Linked DNA regions of Triticum aestivum: region 1 is linked to region 2. The links are chromatin contacts, called in public Hi-C maps. All regions are on one chromosome and are shown on one strand. Each heading gives the region's core, a stretch centred on a gene start, on an enhancer-like site or on the middle of the called end of the contact. The rest is flanking DNA. Distances are from core to core; before and after follow the strand shown. Region 1 has its middle 67 kb from the start of LOC123094404. Region 2 holds the start of LOC123090973 (serine carboxypeptidase-like 18).

Region 1 (7,738 bases), core at 4,312-6,811, 190 kb before region 2:
GTGGCGCCGCGGGGAGGATCACCGTCGTGGCGGCGGAGGTTGCAGGCGACGGCGGCTGGATTGGAGCTGAGAACATGGAGCCCACAGCGGTGGTGCCGAAGAATTGGGGCACCGATGGAGCCAAGAGGCGAGGTGGGAGGTTGAGGAGGGCGGCAAGCGACGCGGGGATGGACCCGGAGATGGCGGCACCCGAAGCGGAAGCGGTCATGGCGTCGTCGGCGGCGGCGGGTAGGGTGGAGGACCTAGGTTAGACTCGATACCATGTAAAACGTAGGTTTTGGGGGAACTGGTTCAACCCTCAAAGGGGTGGCCTATCACACACACACACACACACACACACACACACACATATATATATATAATGATGACATACAAGTCCAATACCAATAAGGTATGGTTTACACAGTAGGGCTACAATACGAAGTCTAACACAATTTCAGAGTATCCAAAAAAATAAAAATAAAAACTTGGGACTTGGCAAAATGGCATGAGAAAATGAGGTTCAGCTGCTTCAGCAAGAAGGTGGTTGAGGAACAACCCTCCTGTCGGGTGGTCTGTTTGTGGTTCCAGTCCATCCGATTGTCTCGGTCTTTCCAAATTGTTGACTGCGATCGTGGGAACCATTAACCAAGGACTAATCCATCACTAAAATTGTATAAACTATACTTAATCAAACGACCAAAAAGTGAAGTCCTTGTGTTTGTCCGATTGTCTCATATTGTAGCACATCCGTCGCACGATCAGGGGCTCCAATTTTTGACATTATACTGAAACTGACAGCCACGAGATCGACAACATTTACATTGTCAGTTTTGTCACTACCCGTTGAAGCGACACGAGATGAGTCTATATCGGCAGCGTAGAACAAGTGTGTTCGTGCAAGCAATGAGCACGATCTGAATTGAACCCTCGAATATGAAAAGAGGAGTCGTTGTCGTTCAGATTCTGACTGAAATTAACTTGCTTATACGATTTGCAACGTGGTCATGCTTTGTCTTTTTGAAATTTGAACAAACGCCACTTTGTTGAAAGGTTGAAAGTACGCATGCATCCAGTTGCAAATACTCCTATCATGGACCATATGAAAAGCAAAAAAGCCTTTCTACGATTTTTGGATTGACATGACTTGTATGGTTTCGGTGGTTCACTTAAACCATATGTTTTAGACAGATTTCCGACATGATAACAGCCTAGGATTAAACATGTTTATGAGGCAAAATTATAAAACGATCCCCAATCCTCAATTGCTCATTATACTGATTGTTACCTGTCGTGTTTCTATTGCTTTGCTTTTAGGACGAAGCACCGCATGCCACACAGGTTGGGAGCTAGCTTGACTACAGGGGTAGGGAGGATGTCATCTAGGCCCCAGAAAATCCTGGCGAGTGGAAGCAACCCCACAAGAGGAAGCAACCAATTACAAAGAACAGCATCAGCTTAATCTCCCATCTTTTTCAACACTAATGTGGATAGGTGGGGCAAGGGCCTCCACATGAATTGGGTGTGAGTGACAAAATTAGCTAGCCCCAAACCAAAGAGTGCTTAAGCTGCTAAAACCACCACACATTTTGGCTAGCAGGTACCCTGGCCATGATCATGACCCTGGCGTGTGCTTTGTTGGCCATCAGCTGACCCCCTGGGGCCCACGGCCCATCACAATGCAAAATTGCCACTGTCTACATCACATCTCCTCCTCTGTCCATCACAGATCGTCGTGACAGTTTCTGATGTCACCACTGAGAGTGGAGCGTGGAATGAGGGGCTTGTCAGAGATATCTTTTTCCCTGTTGATGTTGTTGCAATCCTCAAGCTGCCAATGGTGTCTAGAGGAGAGGACATTTGGGCATGGGAGAAAGAGAAGCATGGTATTTATTCTGTCAGATCGGCATATCAACTGCAAGAAGATGTGCAAAACCAAGCGGTAGGAGGCTATGATAATCCGGGTTCATCGATGGAGGGGCCATGGAAGCTGATATGGAAATCCCAAAGTCAGGGTGTTTTGGTGGCGTGTTATGCATGATTTTTCACCGGCAAAGCAGGAGCTCCATCGGAGACACTTGGAACCTACTGCTCATTGTGAAACATGTGGTTCAGAGGAGGTATCGGTGCGACATGTGTTGACAGAATGCACCATAGCAAGGATTTTCTGAGAACAAGCTAAAAAGATCACAGGGGTTAAATTGCCTGTCTTTCATCCGACTTCATGGGCTAGTGATTTGCTTGATGACAGGGTGTGTTCTAGGAAGGACAGGGCGGTGATCATACATGGGATGTGGTCACTCTGGATGCAGAGAAACCAGCGCCGTCATGGTGAGTCTGGACTGCCAGTCCACCTAGCTGTGTAGGTGGGTGAGGGATACAGCCTTCGATCTCTAGCAGATTTTGCATCAAGAGATTACAACTATGAGCATGTGGGAACCTCTGTTCACGACTTGCCCAGGAGAAATTGAAAGATGACATTGGCAAAACAGTTGCAGTTTTAGAACAACTCAAAATGACAGCCCCTACATTTTTTGTTGCTTTGGATGTTGATAGTGAAGGAACAATAACGAATATGTTGTGGTGCTCAGGCAAGAACAAAGTTGACTATTCACATTTCGGCGATGTGGTAACATTTGACATGACATATCGAACAAATCTTTATAAGATGCCGTTTGGCTTATTTGTTGGAGCCAACAACCACTTCCAGACAGTTGTATTTGCTGGTGTTCTAATGACAGCTGAAACTACAGAAGCATTTGAATGGGTTTTCTCCACTTTTGCTAGAGTTATGGGGAATGTGAAGCTATCAATAATATTAACTGGTTAGTCTGTTATTTTTGCTGTGACCAAATCAGTTATCACTACACATACTTATCATTCCCGGAAATGTTGACCTATCTAATAGGGTTTTGATGTTCTCATGTTCCAGATCAAGCATCAGCAATGGAAGCAGCTCTGAAAACAACTTGGCCGCACTCTAATCATAGATGGTGCCAATGGCATGTTCTAAGGAATGCAAAATCGAAAATTGGAATTAATATTCCAAGCACTATGGGTTCAAAGCAAAATTCAATGCACTAGTCACGGACATGATGCTACCATCAGAATTTGGAGAAAGATGGTGTGCTCTAATTAAGGAATACAAGCTGACAAATAACAAGTTCAAAGCAAAATTCAATGCACTAGTCACGGACATGATGCTACCATCAGAGTATTGATTAACAGGCAATATAATTCGTGTACATATCATCAGTGTCCACTCTTAACCTCAAACATGCAGGAGGACAGTTCCAAGGTCGAATTGATATGGTAACCATGAGAAATAATGGCCATCAAGCTTAATATAGTATTGAATCCTATGATCATCCAAAATAAACAATTATTCTCAGATCTGAATCTTTCCAATTTTATTATTTCAGATGATGGAATTATTATAGCATATATAATGATATAAACTAGGACAAGTTGTATTATGCAGAGTCTTTCACATTTCTGACAGAGTATACATACCGCATTTTTATTTTTCAAACTCACAGGTAGTGAATATAGTTCCTTGAAAATAGTCAATTGCATTTTGGAATCATTCCATTCAAATGGAAATGGTGCTACTGTAAGTTTTAAAGAGCAACAATTAAATGGACAAAAGACTGATGAGCAACAATGCAATATGTACAGAGCATATCAGAAGGAACTACTGTTCTAGTAAAATATAGCTTTCAGAGAAGCAATTGCACATCCTACAAGGATAAACAATCAACACAAACAATCACGAACTATATCATCAGTACTCTATGGCGAAGTACATATTAAGAGTATTGATTAACAGGCAATATAATCCAGGTACATATCATCAGTAGTCTCGCCATCCAAAACTCACTATGGCCAAGTCTTAGCAGCAACTCGTTAAGCCAGAATTCTCCCTCTCATAAGGAACGCAGGCAAACACCATATATCTGTGCCTAAGACGAACCTGAGGTGGGCTCGCCGGTGGAGTCCGAGGCATCAGACGAACCTGAGGTGGGCTCGCCGGTGGAGTCCGAGGCGTCAGACGAACCTGAGGTGGGCTCGCCGGTGGAGTCCGAGGCGTCAGACGAACCTGAGGTGGGCTCGCCGGTGGAGTCCGAGGCGTCAGACGAACCTGAGGTGGGCTCGCCGGTGGAGTCCGAGGCGTCAGACGAACCTGAGGTGGGCTCGCCGGTGGAGTCCGAGGCGTCAGACGAACCTGAGGTGGGCTCGCCGGTGGAGTCCGAGGCGTCAGACGAACCTGAGGTGGGCTCGCCGGTGGAGTCCGAGGCGTCAGACGAACCTGAGGCGGGCTCGCCGGTGGAGTCCGAGGCGTCAGACGAACCTGAGGTGGGCTCGCCGGTGGAGTCGGACTCGTGGATGGACAGGTCGCGGGATCTGAAGACATCGAGATCCCGGCGCAGCTGCTCCGTAACCATCCTCATCTCCGGGGGCGGGAGGGGGCGCGTGCCGTTCGCAATGAGGTTGTCACACATGTCAGTGGCGTGCGTGACGAACTCGCCGCCCATGGCTCCGACCTTCTCCCTGACGTCGCGGACGTAGTCGACGAGGAACCGAAGCGCTGGCTGGCTGGTGGGGTTGTCGTGGAGGAAGGGGAGGAGGCCGAGGCCGATGAGCTGGAAGGAGACGTCGACGTTCGCCAGGGCAGTGAGGCGGGCGGCGTTGCGAACGATCCAGTCGCTGGCGCCGCCCTCGAAGTACACCACGCCGAGGAGGGCGGAGGAGTGGGAGGCGGGGAGGGCGTCGATGGTGACTCGGTACTCGGCGGGGGGGCCGTCGAAGACCTCCTCCCTAAGGCTCGCGAGGCGGCGGAAGGAGTTCACGTGGATGTGGTCGAGGCCCATCATCCACGCCAACACGTGGCTGTCGTCGTTGATGCCGTGGTCGGCGATGGTGACTGTCTCCAAGCGGAACATCTTCAGGCGGCGGAGCAGGTCGGCGGCGGAGAGTCGCGGGGGGTGTCGGCGGGTGTTGTCGGCGTACGCGATCATGTCCTGGCAGATGAGCGTGGCGCTGTGCTCGAAGTCGCCGCCGACGGCGGGGGCGGAGGCCTGGATGAAGACGGCGTAGCGGGACAGCAGCGACAGGGTCGGCGACGAGTACCGGGAGCACATCGACGACGATGGCGTGGAACATGCGGTCGATCGAGGCGAGCTCGTTGAGGCGGCCGCCATTCTCGATCTCCCAGAGGTCGCGGTCCGCCTGCAACTCGAGGAACGCGAGGAGGGCGGCGGAGTGGGCGACCTCGACGGAGGTGATGACCACCACGCGGCGGGGCGGTGGGCGCGTTCATGAACGCCTCGATAGCCGCGCCAAGGGAATCAACGGCGAGGGGGGCCGGGGCCGCCATGGGAGACGGCGAGCTCTGGGGTGGCCGGTGGAGGTTCTGGTGCTCGGGGAGGGCGGGGCGGAGAGGTGGGCGATTTCGATTTTGAATTTGGAAATTGGGGAAGGAGAGGGCGGCGTACTACTTATTTTGGGGAGGGGAGGGGAGGGAAAGGGGACGGGATGGGAGGCTCGCTCGCTGGTTCCGTGCAAAGGACGGAACACGAGACGTGCGCATCGGTGCGGAGCACGGGGGTACACGGTTGGATCGAGCACACTCGGCCGATAGCGTCGTGCTCGTGGCCGGCCAACGCCAACTCGCTGCCTGACCGGTCGGTCGGTCTCGATGCCGGCCAGACACGCGCTGGAGGGGAAGGCGGGGGGTGGTTCCGGGTCATCCATGCGTCGTCGATCAGGGCCATCGATCACTCACGCACGGGACATCGGCTCGGTCGCACCGTGTCAAAGTAAGGTAGGCAGGCACGGACCATGCACGGTCTGCCGCGACGCGACGCACATCATCGTGCAGCAGCCCAGGGATCGATCGAGGCGGTACACGGTTACGGTCGACGACGCCCGATGCCGTCGTGTGTGCGTGCTCGTGGCCCGTCCATCGGTTAGTCCACGGTGTTGGACCGCCCTGGCGCCCACCATACGGACCCAAGATCACTTGCGACTTTGTTCATCGGTCGGTTCACGGTGTCATTGAGCCGACCACGGATCGACCAAACCGACCGATGAGTATGTGTTTGGAATTTTTTTTTGTTACAATTAATAGTACTGTTTTTGTTTTTTGAAAGAGCGCAGGAGAGTTGTGATTTCATTAAGCGGAAGAACGGCTGGAGCCAACTGTACAAAGAGCCGGCCACAAGAGCAGCGGCAAAGAAAGAAGAGACAAAAAAAAAAGAAACGTTAAGCGACTACTCCCAGCACAGATGCCGGCCTCCGGCGAGCGCCCATTGCCTAGCTTCATCGAGCAGCTGATCCAGCACCTGGGAGACCGGGTGCTCGCTGTTCCTGAAGATACGGCCATTTCGTTCCCTACAGATGAACCAAAGGACCATCAGCGCCATCGACTTGTTGCGTTTGGCCAAGGACGCATCTGCCGAGAGATTAGAGAGCCACTCGTGGAGAGACGTCCAACGAGGCCAAGAAGCAGGAAGAAATCCAGGCAAGCGGAAGCGATCGGCAACTCACGCCCAGAGTTGCTGCGACCAGGGGCAGGTGATCAGGAGATGCTCGACGGTCTCCAAGTTTCGGCGACAGAGCAGGCAGAAGTAGGAGTTCGGCCACTGCCTGGCAAGCAAGCAGTCAACAGTAAGGATCCTATTCTGGCCAAAGAACCAGGCGAAAAGGCGGCATTTCACCGGTGCCCAAGCCTGCCAAACCGAGGCCCATAGCGGTGAGACTGTAGATCCAAGAAACTGAGTCATGTAAGCAGACGTCACCGTGAAGGAGCCACTCTCGTTGGGCTTCCATGAGAAAGCATCACACTCATCAGGCCGCTACCTGGCTGATCGCGGACCATAGGCTTACGAATGCAGGCAGGGTGTGCGCAGTGATCCATCCCTGAAGATCGGACACCCATCGCCTGCCATGCAATGCCTCTCGGACCGAACGATTCTTGCGCCTGGAGACTGCGAAGAGTTCGGGCGCCATGGTGAATGGCGCGCAACCGTCGAGCCAGCTATCATACCAGAAGCGAGCACACTCCCCACAACTGATGGTCACACATGTTGCTGCTGCAAAGATGGCTCTGTCAACGATCGTGCAAGGCATCGGGAGGCTGATCCAGGGCTTGGTCAGGGAGACACGCTCCTGCCACAACCAACGTAGGCGCATGGCGGCACCAAAACGCACCAGGTCGATCGCACCGAGGCCACCGAGCTGGCACGGCCGACAGATAATCCCCCATGCGACCTTGCAGTGCCCGCCGTGACAGGACTCCTCACCCTTCCAGAGCCAGGCACGACGCAGCCTGTCAATCTTGGCACGCGCCCAAGGCGGTAGCTCGAACATGGACAACCAGTAGACCGTGAAGGCGGAGAGGATCGCGTTAAGGCCAACTCCACCGCGCGACCCCAAACGGACGTCCGTTTTGTCCGGATTCTGTCCGTTTGGGTAGGGATTTGGGGTCGTGTCCGGGCGTGTCCTGGGATCCGGTGGCCGTGCGCCCAGCGCGCGGCCGCATCCATTTGCCCCATCCTGTCTGCGTCTACTTAAAAAACTAAAAGCAACGTTTCAAATGCCAAGCCCTAGTTCAGGCCAGCGGCCCCGGTTCATCACGCCGGCAACAGAGCCAGCGGCCTACACGTCCATCGCCGGCATCAGCCAGCGGCCGGCAACATAGCCAGCCTCCAAAATAAATAGTTCTCCTCGCTGGCAACACAGCCAGCGGCCGGCAACA
Region 2 (7,792 bases), core at 3,099-5,598:
CCGTAGACCACCTAGCGACGACTACAAGCACTGAAGCGAGCCGAAGGCGCGCCGCCGTCATTGCCCCTCCCTCACTGGAGCCGAGCAAACCTTATTGTAGTAGACAGTCGGAAAGTCGTGGTGCTAAGGACCAGCGCACCAAAATAGCAATTGCCGCCGATGAAGAGAAACGTAGATCGAAGGATCCAATCTGAAGACGCACAAACACAGACGAAGGAAGACCGAATCCGAGTGGATCCACCGAAGACAAACGCCAGAGACACATCTCCACATGACCTCCGATAGCGCTAGACGCATCACCATAATAGAGGCTAGGCAGGGAGAACCTTATTCCAACTTTAGATAGCCGTCGTTGTCTCGTCTTTCTGAGCAAGACACAAACACTAAACAGGCACCAAAAAACACCTAAAAACGGAGCAAGAGTCCTCCCGCCGGCATGGACCGCGCTGCGAACCGATATAGGTCTGCGTTGGGTAGCTTCCACGGTCCAGACAATGCGGTCTAGACGTATGCAGGAGGTTTGAGGTCACCGTTCGAGATGCCCTAACACAATTCGCCCATTTAATTCTTTTCAAATTTGATCGGGTATATCTGGCCTTGATGGATGCTTTTCTCTCCCACAACAAATCTTTCTAGGAAGGGTAAATAAAGTTCATTTAAAACTGTTATTGCGTTCATCTTTTCATGTATGGATGCAGAAAGGCATAAGAATGATATGTGTTAATACAGAAAATAAAGTGGTAAGGGTATATGCCTCAGAGAGGCTCATTGTCCAACCACCTTTGAGCCATGGCGAAACATTCTTTAGGCCGGTACTCTGGAGCAGTATGACCAGCACCCTGTACAAATAATGATTAATGACCTCTACCATGTTAGTACATATATGGTTACCCATGGACATGATTTGGAAAGGAAAACAAGATCACCTTCACTGTGGCAAATGTCATATTGTTTGTGTATTCTATGGTAAATCTACAAAAAATAAAAGATGCATCCCATGTCAAAAAAGAGTGGGGAGAAAGCCAACACACAAGGGATGTGCCATGAAGTTTTTCTTATATTTGAAATAGGGAGGTAGAAAGACTTAACCCAGCAGCCTGCCCACTAAGATGCCATGCTCTCCAGTCAGCAACGATGGAAAAGTTCAAGGATCTTATCCATGCTTGTGTGCCAAGAAATGGCGCCTCGAGATCATGGTCTCCGCTGCGCTCACAAGTAGTTTCACTTATGAGGTGCAAAGGAACATTTTGAGCCAATGTGAAGTAAACTTTTTCTCATGCCCTTGTTTTTACCTGTACACAAGTGCACGATAACCTTTCATAGTGAGGTTGAGATGATACGGTATACTGCTCGGTGTCTCGTATGTGTAGGGGAGCCCTATGTTGCATTGTATCCACTCACTCGTTGTTCCCTGTTGCCAAATTAACTTTCATCAGTAGTGTTCCAAATGATGTGGAATGGAAAAAGAATGCCAGGTGTGCTCCTACATGGCACCTATTAAGCTAAAAAGTCAACCTCAAATCCAAACCTTGCACCAAGTTCTGTTTTGGTATGAAAACTTTGAAATCGTCTAAAGAGAACCATACAATTTAGAATTAATAAATTGTGTACACTCGGAAAATAAAATGCAAATAAAGGCTTGTACAAAGTTGCCAGTTACCAATCGTCTCCTTTTAAACCGGTCGCCCTCACCTTCACCTCACACTGTTAGCAAACGTGTGTATTGTATCTATGTCGCAACCATCCAAGTGACACTAGCTTTGGATGTCATGTTAGTGCAAACCACATGATGTCAATGGATGTTATAGAAGTGTCTAGTGTACTTAGATGTTTAACAAAAATTCATGAGTAAATATAGAGTTGATGCAAAGTCCAGGATTCAAAAGGTGATGGTTTTCTTTACTTTTTCTACTTCTACAACATTTTTTTACCCTACCATGTCTAATTTTATATCTAAAGAAGTTAAAACTACATAATGATACCTTCGGATGCATACTCTATGAAATAAGTTTCATGCAACAGACATGGTGTGTACCTCCTTGATCCCAAGAGCTTTTCTAGTCATGTTGTTGTTCATCCAAAAGTAAGCCAGATAGTAACCATATGTCTACAATTTAGAAAACAATTCTAGATAAGTTTGTGCTATGGGAACAACATCATGTGACAATTTTCACATTCACCGAAATTCTTATATCAAACTGACACCCCATGGATGAAGAGAGACTGACAAAACAATCTATAGTTGGACGAGCAGGTGGCTTGTTTAACTGGGTAGATTCTTCCAACAAAATATTTCTTCTTGAAGCATCGTCTATGGTCTTTGGCGCAACAATGTCACATTTTTTGTACAAGATGTGTTCAATTGAAATTTCAGAAATGAGTTGTGATAGAAGGGAAGTGCATTAGATGATGTTTGCAATACCATACTAGTTCATAACAATAGAGCAATACATGAATCTTACATTATTGATAGTATGCAACACTTCAACACACATTTCATTCACGGGGTTAACGTAATCTCCTTTGCAATTCTTCACAGCACTCTTCACAAAAAGAAACCATGCTACAACTTAGATCAACGCATATTGCAAAAAAAATCACATGCTATTGTTGAAGTGTTCAAATGTGGCATCACCTCATATATTTGATCAGATATTATCCCAAAGCCATGAGCACTAGGAATTTTGTAATTTTCATCAAACTTTGGATCTGCTATAGGGTTGCCAACCATATATCCCTAAAAATAATTGCATTAACATGGCAATAGAATAAATACACGGTCTCGCACTCTTTTCCATTATACTGTTGTTGTCGAGTTAAATGTTCAATGGATAGCTAATAACTTGCCTTGAGATTGATGACAGGTTGCTGCCTCATGTCAATTCCTGGAGAATATTATAATCAAGAGGTAAGTCCACATTACCTCCTCAACTCTTGGTGAAATTCCAAATTACCGCCTCAGTTCATATGACAACTCTAGAAAAATGTGCTGATTGTAACCCCCGGCAGGTTTTACCGGTTTTGTCCTATGTGTCGGACAAGACATCATTACCATGACATCAGCTCTCTCCCCTTTGTCCATGTTAGAATTTGAGGCAAAAACATAAAAAGTTACTTTATCCTAAAAAGTGTGCAAACAGTGTTCTCTTCTCATCTACTTCTCTTCTCTTCTACTTCTTTTCTCCCGCCGTCGTGTTGATTATGATCCCATCTACTTCTCTTCTCCCGCTTGTTATTATACATTCAGGAATGCGCATGGATGTGCAATGTTCTAAAGAGCTAATAATTACCTTCTGAAATGCCTTGTGCAATAAGTGGAATCACCTTTCCAGCATATGAATCTCCACCAATGTAGAAAGGATTTGAAAGGTACTGCGGATGATCCGTGAACCACTGTACATAAACATGCATAGAGCGGCCAATAATCAACACTTTGAAGTTCTCCATGCAAAACAGTATGATGGTACGACATCAGTGATGCCTCTCATCACCTTATTTAGAAATGTTTGGACCTGCGAAGATGACGAGTAGTCCCCAACATAGTAGCCTTTGGGATCACGAGCGAACGAAAAACCGGAACCGACCGGTGAATCCAATAAGAGTATGTTTGCCATCTGATCGAGAATTGTCGTCACTAAACCATGTAAAGCTGATCAAAAATGAAATTGATTTCGACGAAGATATCATCTATAATCTCACCTTTGTCCATGAATATGGGTTATACACCAACTCCGGCAAACCGCCACTATACGGTGCCAACACAAACTTCAGAGGACCTATGGTGCAAAACAATGGCGGATAGATGTATATGAGCAGGAATTATGTCAGAAAGTGGGAGTCCTTTTCGAAAAAAATGTCAGAAAGTGGGAGTCGATTTGGTGAACTGACCGATTTCAAAGGCCAGGCCCATGATGATCGAGCAGCGGGGACCGCCGGTGAGCCATAGGAGCAGAGGGTCGGTGCCGGGGCTCCTCTCCGACTCGACGAAATAGTAGAAAAGCTCCGCCCCGGTCTCCTCCTCCACGCCCACGTACCTGCATCACACGGCCACTCCGGCCATGAGTCTGGTGCCATTTCAACCAAGCTTTAGTTGTGGAGGTACGCACCTAGAGCTTACCCTGTTTCAAGGTTGAAGGGCAGAGGGCCATCGAATCCGGGAAGGTGCGTGACCGCCGTCGCCGCCGCCGCCGACGCCGGGCGTGACGGCGGCAGGAGCAGGAGGACGGGGACGAGCTGCAGCAGCGGCGGCGGCAGGAAGTGGCGTTGCCTGGCGGTACGCAGCCGGAGAAGCTTCGAGGACATTCTTTCTCTTTCTTTGTGCCTCTAGGCACGTAGCCGTACCTGTACTGCTGTCTGCTGCTCGAATCAATTTGGATGCGTGGAAGGTATTGTCACGTGGAAACGGTTGGCATGTCACCTTCTTTCCGAAAAGGAAAGCTCGCCTACTCACTAATTTCCGTCGACAGGAGAATGTTTTGTCGACCAGAATATGTAACAAGTAGAGATGAAAAACCAGTATATATACGCCACGGAGAAACGGTGAACCAGGATATTCAAGCTCACTGTGGACAAAATCAGAATTCAGTTTTTTACGAATGCCCTTTTTGTTAGTCACATAATGGAAATGCAAGATTTTGTCCAAGCACAGGGAACAAGGAAAGGAAAGAACGAGAAAGTACTCCACCCGTCTCAAAATGTAAGACCATCTTTTACACTATTATAGTATCAGAAATGATTTTATATTTCGAGTCGGATGGAGTAGCTATCTTAGGGGCATCTCTAACTGAATTTAACTCCTTAAATGCCTTTTCAAACTTTAACTCATTTTTATTGAAAAAAAACTCCTCAAATCCAAGGAGTTTAAAAAAACATGGACCTAGGTCTAGATGTTTAGTCATCTCGTCCTATTTTTGCCGGGCAATTTTTATCTTAACTTTACTTTTTTAGCTCCGAGCGAGCTTGTACCACATCACAGACTTTTCGGATATTTGCTTAATAAAATGGTTGCATGCATCATTATAATGCATAGGACGGGGATAATTCTTCTTTTCTAAAATAAAATATGCCCATATTCCGACTCAACACTAGATGTCTCTTTGTTGAATCCTTGTTGAAGTCAATAAGAAGATGGTTGATCTCTACTCCCATCTGGCAAGTGCCACTAGCTATCAAATCCCAACAACATTTTCCCAACGAAAAGACCCTGAAAAAACCTACTGTTGCAAACATATATTTGTTTTAAGACTGATAAGTCGTGGTGCTCGTGGCGTTTAGATTGATGGAATCAAGAATCCTGAGGATCTGGTCGAGGGCGCTCTTGTCCTTGAGGATGCCCATGTGCGACACCTTGGGCAGCTCCACCACCTCCAGGACCTGCGACGGCGAGTCGGACCAGGCCTTGATCGGTCCCATGAGGCTGGCGAGGTTCACCGTCCCGTCGCCGTCACCGTACACCACCTCCACGGGCCCCGCGTCGAAGCCCTCGTCCCCAAACACGAGGCTCTCCACCGTGTCCACGCCGGTGCCCACGAGGCATGTCACCGGCACGCCCGGCTCCGGCAGGACCTCGCCGAGCGGCCGTATCCGCGCCCGGTACGGCTCCACCCCGTCGGCGAACCCGATGTCGTTGAGGAACTGCGTGACGTTCTTGGCGGAGTAGGTCCGGTTGTGGCGCTGGGAGACGACGAGCGTGGTGTTGCCAAACACCTTGGGCGTGGGCAGCAGCCAGAGGTTGCTCTCGGAGCTGCGCTGCTCGTCGCGGATGAGGGTGGGGTCGACGAAGGGCACGCCGAGGGTGTTGCCGGAGGCGAAGGTGAGCATCTCCTGCACGGAGCCGCCCCACGGCGCGGACAGCGTCACCAGCCGCTTGACGTGCGCCGCGCGCCAGGCGGGCGGGGCGCGCGCTAGGAACTGCAGCGCGTATAGCCCGCCTAGGCTGTGCGCCATGAGGATCGCCGGCCTGCCGCCGTTGGCCGCACACGCGGACTCCACCAGCAGCCGGAGGCGCTCCAGGTAGGCGCTGCCCACCTGCGACGGGTGGCCCGGCGCGGCCAGCCCGTAGCGGAAGTCGTAGGGCGCGCCGAAGAGGTCGTGCCCCTCCTCGTACCCGGCCTTCTCCAGCGTGCTCGCCAGGACGTCCATGTACCCCGTCAGGACCCTGCACGTCAATTTTGGCATGTCGTCTCACTGCCATTGGCCCATTGCTGATTGCGACATCTGCATCATTGACATGAAGAAATAGTAGTAGAAGAAGAAGAGGTCGATGGATTACTTGAGGGTAGGGTCGAGGTAGCGGAGGGTGGAGGTGGAGCCGAACTCGGAGACCCTGGTGTGGACGCCGGGCGCGTTGCGGTAGTCGTCGGCGTCGCGGTCGTAGTAGAGCATCATCCGCTCGGCGAAGCAGCGGGTGAGGGGCGCGACGACGACGGACGGCTCGAACCACATGCGGAACCAGCCGCCGCGGCCGCGCACCAGCGGCCACACCCGGCAGGTCAGGCTGGACGGCCTGTAGTCGTCCGTCAGCCGCGCCTCCAGCTGGTTGCCGCCGGAGCCCGGGATGAGTATCACCGGGTGCAGCAGCTGCCCGCCGCCCCCGCCGGCCGACGAGGCGCAGCACGAGCTCAGCGACAGCATAGCTAACAGCACGACCATACGTAGCGGATATCTCTCCATGATGGGCGTTTGTGTGATGGAATTTTTGGTTTTCTTGCTTGTTTTGGGATTTGGTGTTCGCTGTTTTGTCTCTTGGGATCGGATGGCTTGTAGTAGTGGCTAAAAAGGCAGGGCGCGCGTACGGTGGAAATGGTAGTTACGTCGTCCTTGGAGGGGTCGGTAGTCTCGGGTGCGCTGTGAATCTGCGATCAATTCGCGTCTAACTACTGCTTAATCACGCCACAGTACTGCGTAGCCGCGTAGCGTTCCTTGGTAGCCTACCTGCGATTTAAGTGGGGACAGTGACCAGTCACTCACTGCACACGCTGCATCGTTGCTAGTACTTGTTACTATGCGCCGTGCAATCGATTGCTCTGTTCATACGCACCGAGCTTCGAGCATCTCTACCCCTCGCACTAAAAAACTTCTTCCTTTCTTCAGAGCTTAACCCCTTTCTAAGCTTTTCTGGAAAAAAATAGCGCCCCAAAAATATTCATATTCAATCGTGGCAGTGCAACGGACACCAGAAATAATAAAAATTACATTCAGATTCATAGACCAATTAGCGACAACTACAAGCGTTGAAACGAGCCGAAGACGCGCCGTCGTCATCGCCCCTCCCTCATCGGAGCCAGCAAAACTTGTTGTAATATACAGTCGAAAAGTCGTCTGGCTAAGACCCCCTAAAACTAGCGTACCAGAACAGCACCCGCCGTCTGAAAAGTATCACATATCAAAAGGATCCAACCTGAAGGCTCGCGAACGTAGACAAACGACGATTAGATCTGAGCAAATCCACCAAAGACAAAGACAGATCCACCGGAGACACAACTCCACACGCCCATCGACAATACTAGACGCACCACCGGGATTAGGACTAGAAGGAGAGAATCTTGTGTACACAACTAAGCAGCTTTTCTTGCATCCAACGGGCCTATTTGGGCTAGATGCAGGCAACCAAATGCGCCATACAGACCCAACAAGACTAGCATGAAGTCCCGCCTATTCAACACTTAATATATGTGGCGCGTGAGCAACAAAGCCGTTTATGTATGGACCGTGGGCCTATGTGCTGACACCTGCCCAAAATAGAAACGCGCTCGTTTGTGCAACGCTGCAACCGTTTGCTGCCTAGCAATGT

What was found. Hi-C and Micro-C count contacts between places; a contact is called where the count stands out from the background.
Region 1: a Hi-C map of leaf shows a contact between it and region 2, with 4 times the contacts expected there. The contact joins the enhancer-like site here to the promoter of LOC123090973 in region 2. A contact is called at or near these places in 2 of 5 Hi-C or Micro-C datasets (both in leaf).

The regions. Positions count from the first base shown.
Region 1 is chr4B:55,736,709-55,744,446 of IWGSC CS RefSeq v2.1, reverse strand. No RefSeq gene overlaps it. Among protein-coding and RNA genes, the nearest start is that of LOC123094404, 67 kb to the left of the region's middle. Within about 2 kb of position 5,561, at least 3 of the 8 cell types and tissues checked have an H3K27ac peak or open chromatin away from gene starts, as enhancers often do. A contact at or near this core is called in leaf, where this site is marked.
Region 2 is chr4B:55,547,768-55,555,559 of IWGSC CS RefSeq v2.1, reverse strand. LOC123090973 (serine carboxypeptidase-like 18) reads right to left here and starts at 4,348. Exons shown (of 10, transcript XM_044512357.1): 1 at 4,118-4,348; 2 at 3,889-4,034; 3 at 3,700-3,776; 4 at 3,492-3,614; 5 at 3,291-3,393; 6 at 2,848-2,885; 7 at 1,293-1,411; 8 at 1,090-1,203; 9 at 927-972; 10 at 634-839. The coding sequence starts at 4,302. The coding sequence ends at 756. LOC123090972 (lecithin-cholesterol acyltransferase-like 1) reads right to left here and starts at 6,764. Exons shown (of 2, transcript XM_044512351.1): 1 at 6,272-6,764; 2 at 5,036-6,157. The coding sequence starts at 6,672. The coding sequence ends at 5,239.